2 separate regions of the Hordeum vulgare genome follow, and region 2 is linked to region 1. Evidence: chromatin contacts called from public Hi-C data. All regions are on one chromosome and are shown on one strand. Each heading gives the region's core, a stretch centred on a gene start, on an enhancer-like site or on the middle of the called end of the contact. The rest is flanking DNA. Distances are from core to core; before and after follow the strand shown.

Evidence for each region. A called contact is a pair of places that touch in the nucleus more often than the background predicts.
Region 2: a contact with region 1 is called in a Hi-C map of seedling, with 2.9 times the contacts expected there. The contact joins the promoter of LOC123435209 here to the enhancer-like site in region 1. A contact is called at or near these places in 1 of 6 Hi-C or Micro-C datasets (seedling) and 1 of 1 datasets of contacts at active chromatin or transcription factors (embryo).

What each region holds. Positions count from the first base shown.
Region 1 is chr1H:343,521,852-343,526,643 of MorexV3_pseudomolecules_assembly, forward strand. No RefSeq gene overlaps it. Among protein-coding and RNA genes, the nearest start is that of LOC123435209, 260 kb to the right of the region's middle. Within about 2 kb of position 2,855, at least 3 of the 3 cell types and tissues checked have open chromatin away from gene starts, as enhancers often do. A contact at or near this core is called in seedling, where this site is marked.
Region 2 is chr1H:343,776,287-343,780,963 of MorexV3_pseudomolecules_assembly, forward strand. It overlaps LOC123435209 (arogenate dehydratase 1-like), which reads right to left and starts at 3,419. Exons shown (of 1, transcript XM_045115558.1): 1 at 1,453-3,419. The coding sequence starts at 3,223. The coding sequence ends at 2,018.

The DNA of each region.
Region 1 (4,792 bases), core at 1,605-4,104:
ACACTACAAAATGGAGCGCCCGCCAGGTATTGGCCAGTTACTTCTGCATTTTGATTTTGTGAAGCTTGTAGATGCTTCCTCGTCTGTTTTTTTTTTTGGCCAGGTTTTCTTTGGGTGTTTTTTCTTATCCTTTCCTTTTTCCATTCTTCATATATTTTTCTTAAATCATATTTTTCTCAAACTCATGAATTTTACTTAAATCACAAACTTTGTTCAAATCCATGCCTCTCAAAGAAGGAAATTTGTATCTTTATGATAAGTAAATCCGTGCCTCCTATGAAACGAAAGAAAAAGAGTTTTTCTTTTCTTTTTGAGAGGCATGGCCATGGCTCTCATGGAATCAAATTGGTGCCTCTATGAGATCCGTAACTCTTGTGGAAGGAAACAAAAAAATGAAAAACCAGTATTTTCCCTTTCCGAGAGGTATGACCATGCCTCTCGCGGAGGGAATCTTTTTCGAGAGGCATGACCGTGCCTCTCGTGAAAGCAAATCTTTGAATTACGAGAAGTAAATTTGTGTCTCTCGTAGAAAAATCATGACTTTTAACATTTGATCCGAATCCTAAGAAAAATGAGGGACACAGGAAAGCCGAAAAAACAAAAATATCATCTAAAAGCAGAGAACGCCTATAGAAAATAAAATAATAATAAATTTTAATAAAACACACAGAACGCGACTCATGACGACGATGAGAACGTGTCAAGTGGCATGCTCCCAGTCCATCCCGAAGTTACCTTTAGACGGGCTCAAGAAAGAGTACTCATCGGTTAGTTGCTCTCTTTGCAACCAGCTAGATTGTGACAAACCCATTGACCCCTTCGGCCTTTTGACACGCCTCATGGACGCACAAACATAACGATAGTGCAACCGTAGCAGACGGGACAATGATATGTTGCGAGAGCTTATTTCGGCTCGTAGTGGTTCCAATTAGAAATCACCTACGGTGCGGCCTCATTTGGACCAGCCCAACATTTTAGTTGCGCAAATCTTACTTGTCTATTGAGAACAAATTTGTTCAATTTCCTCTGATTTTCCTTTTTTTCTTTTCTTTTTATTTTTTGGTTTTATTTATTTTTATCTTTTGTTTTATCTTTATTTCTTTTATTTCTCTGTTTCAACACATGTCTAATTTTTTCATATAAAAAAACACATGTCTAATTTTTTCATATATATTATGCATTTTTTGTAAGCTGCAAAACAATTTTTATATATGTTTAACATGTTCATGATACATAATTAATAATTTTAAAATATACGTGTTAAGTCTACTTTTTCACAAATATTTTAAATTTCCCGTATACATATAGTTTCTTCATATTTATCTAACATTTTTTAAATACATGATTTACATTTTAATGATTTTCACATTTTTATATGTGTTAAGTATTTTAAAAACATAAGTAAACATTTTATTAATGATATGAAATATTTTTAAAACCACCTGAATATATTTTCTAAATTTTATAAACATGTTTAAAGAGCTTCACATAAATATTTTCATATGCATGTGCTCTTTTAATGCAAGGTAAACATTCTTTAATGATAACGAACATTTGTTTTGAATTACGAACACATATTTTTTGCATGGATAACATTTTTTAACTGACATGTACACTTTTTGGATCGCGTGAATATTTTTTAGTTGTCACCTATTTTTTCATATTTGATGTATTTAGTGTTTTCGAATATACAAAAAAGGAATAAATTATGTGCATGACAAAAGCATGATGTCAGCATGATAGAATACATAGTTACTGAGCCGGCTCAATATCGTCTCGCTGTAGACGAAGCGGTCTTGTATCACGCAAGAAGCGAGACTTAAACTCGCTGATGATATCCATCGTCAATACAAATCCTTGTTGTCTTGTTGATATCTTCTAATCAGCGCCTTCTGCGGTTCTGTCTCGGTTAGGGGCTCTGTCCGCCATGCATGTGCAGATATGTGCCGGCCCATTGAAGCGTCACTATGGTTCACTTTCGGTCAACAGTTATCTTGTTTTTTTTTGAAAGGAATCCAAAATAACTATTTTCTAGGTCTAGTGAGTAAATGGATATAGCCTGGCTTCATCTCTAGTAAAATAAAAAGCAACAAGCTTAACTTCTTAATTAAAATAAATTCCTGCTCTAATTAGACATTAAAAATAGTTTAGGGATAAGACAAAAAGTTAGGTAAATGCCCCGAAATAAGAGGTGTTGTTATAAAAACTGTGGACCACCCCCATGTGGAATGAAGAAGGGGGCATTTTAAAAAAAAATCTCTCACCCTTTTAAGATTATCTATCTCTATTCAAATAAATTTACATCGTATGGGCAATTTACTGGCAGCTACAAAATGGATAGTAAGATTCTTCACTATGGTCGTTTCAATTTGTCCCCGCTTAGAAAAAGTCTTTGAAAAATACAAAAAAGATCTATTTTGTTTCTAAATCAAAACATAATTTTGAATTCACGAGTTTTAAAAAAAATGTAAAATTCCAAAAAGATATTCAATAGGATAAATCGAAAAATTTCAAAAAATAATTACGAATATGAATAAAGTACATCTTTTTAAAAAAACAAGTATTTGATTTTTCTTTCAGAATTATAAAAAAAATCCGTGCATTCAAAAAATATGATGAATTTAAAAGAAGGAACAAGAAAAAAGCAAAAAATAAATAAATAATGCAAAAGTAAATAGGGTAAGAAATAAAATAGAAAACCAAATAAAACTGGTCCTGGAAAACCTAAACAACAAAAAGGAAAGAAAAATGGCTGAGAGAGGAAACTGTTTTCTACGCACTTCAATCTAGCTGGACCGGCCCAGTTTCAAGCGATTCGGGCATGGGTTGACGAAATGGGACCTCCTTTTGGATGTGATAAGCGTCAAATTGCTGTCACTCCGCATAGAGGCGCGTCCTTCGTGGGCTTTGTGGCCTGCAAGTTTTTGTAACTGTTTCTGGCGCGTGTTTCACCTGTTTCGTCTGTTTGGAAGTATTACTCTGTTTTCTCTTTTTTCGGGTGTATTTGTTCCTCACAGACTTCAGGGCGTTTTAACTGGGAACAGTAAACAAGAAACTCTCATTGATTCTGCTGGTGTCCATTTTGTTTACAAACTGATTTTTCTGTTTCAACCTTCTTTACAACTCAAAGGAAGCAAGAAATTATCGTTTTTTTTTCTTTTTTCCTTTGATTTTTTACTTCAAGCAAAAAACATTTTTCGAATTTAAAGAAAACAATTCAACAAACATGAATAAATTGGGAAGCGTGAACATTTGTTGATTCTTGAGAACAAAATTTTGAAAACGAGAACAATTTTGAAAAATCCCGAACAAATTTAAAAGCACGAACACATTTTTCAAGCATGAACACAATTTCGAAGCACGAACATTTTAACAAATTAGGAACAGTTTTGTAATGCCGCAATTATTAGAAATCCCAAACCTTTTTCGAAAAATAATTCCGACAATTTTATGTTTCCTTTTAGCATTTTTTAAAATTCCGGAATTTTGTTCAAATTCTGGAGCATTGTTTCAAATATGAGTACATTTTTCCAAATTCCATAACATTTTTTAAATTCCGAAAGATTTTTCAAATTCCGGAACATTTTTTCAAATTCCGGAACTTTGTTTCAAATTCCGGAACGTTGTTTTAAATTCCGGAACACTTTATCAAATTTCGGAACATTTTTCAAATTCCAGAATATTTTTTCAAATTTCAGAATTTTTTTTCAAATTTCGGAACATTTTTCTATTTCCGAAATAATTATTCAAATTCTGAAACATTTTCTTCAAATTCTGGAACATTTTTTCGAAGTTTCGAACACTTTTCAAATTCTGGAACAATTTTTCAAATTCCGGAACATTTTTTTGAAATTATGGAACGTTGTTTCGAACTCCGGTACATTTTCTTAGATTTAGAAACATTTTTTAAAATTCTGAAATATTTTTTCAAATTTCGGAATATTTTTAAAGTTCCAGAATAAACTTTTTAGATTCAGAACCATTTTTTTAATTTTGGAATACTTTTCGAAAATTTAGAACATTTTGGAAACAAAAAAAGAAAAAAAAGAATAAAGAAAAAGAAAATTAAAAAAACGGTTCAAGAAATCTTCTAGAATGTTCCAAAAACCGGAAAAACCGGCTGGAAACCGGGATCAACGAAGTGCTGAACCGGCTGGCCCAGGTCATCGCTAGCTTGTCAATCCCTATGCTATTGCTCGACAAATTGACGCAACGTGCGGCATATAGGGTTTTCCGACGAAATGTACGTTAACTCCCATGGAAAGTGTGGAACAACGTGCGGCATATTGGGGATCCCTGTTGGCGGCTGCTGACATCCATCTAGGAAATGGGCATGGCTTAGCGCAAAACAACGAGTGCTCGCTCAGTTCGCTCAAGAACGAATATTGTTTCAAGAGCTCCTATTCGAGGCTCATTGTGACCAATAGCAGCCGGACGTATAGCGCGACTCGACTAGGCCACCCCATTAACAGTTCTTAGCATGGGGTCCTGTGTCACGGTCGCAAGTTACTATAACAGTACTTTTTTATAAAAGAAAAATATTTTCTGAAGATTGGCGAACATTTTTTAGAAAAAGCGAACAATTTGAAAATATTACTGATTTATTTAAATTCCAAATATTATAATACAATTTTTTAAACAACCCGAAATATTTTTCAAGATTGTGGACAATTTCCAAAATTAGTGCACAATTTTTGGAACACTGAAAATTTTCTTAGAACCGGAATTTGCTTTTCAAAATTGGAAAAATTTTGAAGTTCCAATTTTTGTTCGGAAATTAAGGAAGTTTAAA
Region 2 (4,677 bases), core at 2,169-4,668, 250 kb after region 1:
CGCGAACAATGGTGTTCCCACGAGCGAGGGAGAAGGCGCAACGCATACCACAGGAAGTCGACTCGCGTGAACGACAGAGTGGATCGCGCGCTGTGGTGCTACGACCCAAAGGGGCGACAAAGCGGCGGCGCACGGGTCGGGGTGAGGGTGGGAAAACCTCCGGGTGGCGGCGTAGACCGCGTGCTGCGAATCTACTGCCCGAAGGGTCGACGCAACGGCGGTGCGCGGCTCAGTGCAGCCACAGGGAGGGCCACGGGCGGCGGCAGGGACTGCTTGCCGCCGCGCTATATCCCAAAAGGGCGGAGTAGCGGCGGGTCGCGGGTCGGTGCAGCCGCGAGGAGAACCACGGGGCGGCGACGCTGCGGCCCGACGAGGCGACACATCGGCATTCCGGTGCTTGATCGGTGGAGGGGCGCGCTTTACTCGGGACAATTGGACATGCGAAGGCGCGTGCAACCGACGAGCCAGATCAGTCGTACGGCGTAGCTGAGGTGGATCGCAGTTGGGCGGGTGATCAATCTGACCGGGCGCGAGGTCGGGGACGTCGCTCGATGGAGGCGGTGTGGCGGCGTTCGAGATGAAGGCGCCGATGACAATCGAAGCCGGAGTCGGCAGTCGGCCAGAGGTAGCCGGTGAGGCTGATGCAGCCGACAGCTACCAGTCGGCCCGAGGCAGCCAACGAGGCCGACACGGCCGGCCCAAGGGAGCCTACGAGGCAGACGGTCGTAGCCGGTAGTCGGCCAACAGCCGACGAGGCCGACGCAGCCGACAGGAGCCGGCTAGAGGCAGCCGGCGAGGCCGGCATAGCCGACCCGAGGCCGACGCGGCCAGACTCGGGAGCCGTCCGACGCAGCCAGTGTGCGAACGTATGAAGCGACGGTGAAGGCGGATGGTGATGAAGCAGTCCCGGTCGGAGAAGGGTGGCGACGATCGGTGCAGGACAACGACGAAAAGACGCACGGTCGACGGTCAGAAGGGGCCGCCGCGTCGCGTGAGACTGACATGTCGTTATAGAGGCCGAATTGCACTGATGTCGGAATAGAGGCGCGGTGGTCGACGACGGCGGCGGACGAAGCATACCGATCTTAGACCGGAAACCAAAAAGGAAGAGCGTTGATCAAGAGACCAGCAAAAGAGAGAAAATCTGGATCAAGAGATCGGAAAAAGACTCTTTAGAGCAACCGGTCAACACGACTGGGAGACGAACCCTAGGTACGGACGGGGCAGCCTCCGGTGACGATCATGGAGGCCGACCGCCCCAAGGGCGACGCACGGGGCGGAAGCGATGGGAGCGGTTAGGTCAAAAAACTTACCAGAGATACCCTATTGAGAGGGAATAGAGGATTGATGGAATATATGTTGTATTGCTTGAGCCTCATGAGCATATATATAAAAAATACATGTCATCTTGGAGTACAAGTTTAGGCAGGAACAAATCCTAGTATATCTATGTTTTCTAAACAATTATGGTACTCAACATATTTGTTTTGCACAAAAGTACTACAAACTCTACAGTTCAGCTCGTATACAGATCACACCATCCTAATATTGCACAAATTCCTGTATCGATACAGAGTATTCATAATCCTACTTGTGCTATTGGAAAGAACAGCCAGAGTCTTCAATGTGCCAAGGTCTGTACTCTACAAGTTGAACACCGAGATGCACAAGGAAGGGAGCAGTGACACGACATACTCTACCCTCAGATCTAGCACAACAAAATTACAACAATCATGTAAAATTATAATGCTATCTTACACATCCTTTTGTTACTGCATCAGGCCTCAGCAGCAATTTTACACCTATCACACAGCTAGACCAGCAGAGAAGAAAGAGTCTTATTGCATCTGTACACAAATACCAGTGCGTAGCGGCAGCTGAGCAGCGAATGCACTGCTCGAGTGCTATAATGGAAATTTCCAGGTCCAATTCCAGTTCCAATTCGACTGTGTCGAACTAGCTAATTCCATCACTTCACTTGCACTACTATGATGGGAGGATCACTCTTCTGTTCTCCTCATTGCAGATCGTAGACGTTGGTGTCCGCGGCGTAGCAGCCAAGAACTCGGACGAACACGGCGAATTTCTCGATCTCCTTGATGGCCTCGCGGACGAGCGGGTCGTCGGCGGCGCCCTCGCAGTCCACGTAGAGGACGTGCGGGAACGCGCGCAACGTTGGCGCGCCGCGGGCGCCCGTGTCCAGGATCATCACCGGCGGCCGCGGCTCGCCGACGCCCCCTTCGTTGTTGATGACCTCCAGCTTGGACATGTTGATGTTGCGGGAGGAGAAAGCGGAGAGCACCTTGAGCACCACCGCCATGGACCCGCCCCGGTGCGCGACCACCATGCTGGTCTTGGCGTCCGCGTCCACGGGGACCGGGACCGGCGACGGCGGCTTAGAGAGCAGCAGGAAGCGTGTGACGTTCCAGGACTCATCCTGCAGGCCGTGCGCGAGGACGTCGAGGCCGTAGAGGTCGGCTGCGCGCGGGCTGGCGATGGCGGCCGTGTCGAGCATCATGTTGGACCGCAGCATCTCGACGGCGCCGGCCGTGTCCTCGACCGGCTCGCGGTCGACGCCGAGGCGCGCGAGGGCGCGGCCGCAGTGCGCGAGCGCCATGGGGTGGCTGATGACCCGGCGCACCTCGGTGGCGCGCACCCCGGGCATGGCGAGGAGGCAGTAGTGCACGAAGAGGTTGATCTCCTGCGCCACCACCAGGTCGTGCCGCAGCAGGAGGTCGTAGTTCCGCAGCGCGGTGCCCTCCATGGTGGACTCCACGGGGAGGATCGCCCGGTGGACCAGGCCGCGGTCCACGGCCGCCAGCGCGTCCGCGAAGGCCCGGCACGGCACGGTCTCGCACCCGGGCAGCGCCGTCTTGGCCGCGAACTCGCTGTACGCGCCCGGCGCGCCCTGGTACGCCACGCGGAGGCCCGTCCCGTCCTGGCCCCCTCCGCCCGTGGTCACCGACAGGTGGATCCGGTCATGGCCGTTCACGTGCGTCTTCCCGTTTATGACGCCGGGCCCCTTCTTGCCGTCGGCGCCGGCGCCGTTGATCTGTACCTTGCCGTTGGGCGCTTTCTTGGAGTGCCCGTTTACGTGCGGGGCGCCGTTGACGGCCCTGGCCGCCCGGACGAAGGACGGCGACCTGGAGGAGGAAGGTCTGGCGCGGTGGGGCTTGGGGAGGAGGAGGTGCTTGGAGAGGTGGAGGGAGGAGGTGTAGGCCATAGATTTCCGGGCGGTGAGGTCGACGGTGGTTGGAGTCGGAGCTGAGCTAACAAGCGTCGAGAGGGGAAGCTTCTTGACTTTTTATACACGCTGAAATGCTACTACTGCTCCTACTCCAGACTCCAGAGTGGCTTGGTCGGCTTTGCTGCTTATATAATTCTACTATCTACCGCAACCGCAAGTTCTTGCCGCCTTTTCTCCGAAGGTTACTATTCATTCTTCGTGTAGAAATTTCCCACCGGGTTCATAGTACATGCTTATCATCAACTCAAATTATCATCAATTGTTACCATCAGTGTCACAGTCGTTGCTGAAGTGAGTGCGGTCAAAGGAATCGTAATCCGTAGGGCCGGGCGCGAGCGACACGATGCCACGGCGCGCATCTGGACCCGTGGTTTCTTCTTTCTTGTGTGACCCGGAGTCGCGGCACCAGCTCCGGCATCGGATCTCCTGGCCGCGTGGGTGGACGGGCGGGCAGGGCAGCGGCCGGTTGCTCTTTTCTCTACGCTTTCCGGGCTGGCCGATTGGTGCGGCGGCGTCGCTGTCGCGGGTGAATGCATCGATGGGGTAGCCGTTGTCCTCTGGCTGTAGTGGCTGTTAATGGTAAGATATGGGTCCAGGAGGGGTGTAGAAGGTGATAAGCTCGAAAAGTCGTTCATGTGGCTCAATGTGATAGTGCGATTCCATCCGGACGTTTGTTTGAATTGCATTCTGTGCGATCGGGACGACAATGAAGCTGTCCATATCTGGAACGGTCCGTAGTCGGGTCCGTGTGTCTAACCCATGGTTGAACCCCAAATCGTTCGGCATTTAATTTTTTTGTAATAAACAAAAAAATATCAGAAAAATGTAAATAAAATGCAAACACTAATAAAAGCATTGTTTCGTGGCCGCTGGTTGTTGTGTTCGCCGGTAAAGTAGGACGTGCGCGTGCAGATCGTGCTCATCGCTAAACCAAGTGTCCCACAAAGGGGAATCCACGGCGTACCTCGGGTCGTAGTAGAGGTCGTCGGGGAGGCGACGTCGACGGCGTTGGATCTCGTTGCGATGGGCACGACCACTCGTTAGCACCGGTGGAATCGGCACCCGATGGGCGAATAGTTGCCAGTTGTTCGGCAAGTGGACGTCGCTCCACGGGAGCGGCGTCTTGTCTCCCAGTAGCGACGGCACACATCCGCTTGGACGTACTGCCGGGAGCGCGCCGAGGCGTCCGGAGGGGCAATGGAGAAGGCTGTTGGAGCAGACCGTCACAGAGGAGAAGAACGGTGCAGCTCGCTTGCGCCGCGACGGCGGCCGAACGAGGACCCAACCTCTTGGTCGTGCTCCCCCTTCCCCTTGCCGTCGGTGCTCCATCACCCCATTGTTGTCGGCGGTCAGAGAGTTAGGGCTTGGTGTCGGTCCCGAGGAGGCAGTGGAGTGGACGCGTCTGCGTGTGCCGGTCCACGGTTTCCCCC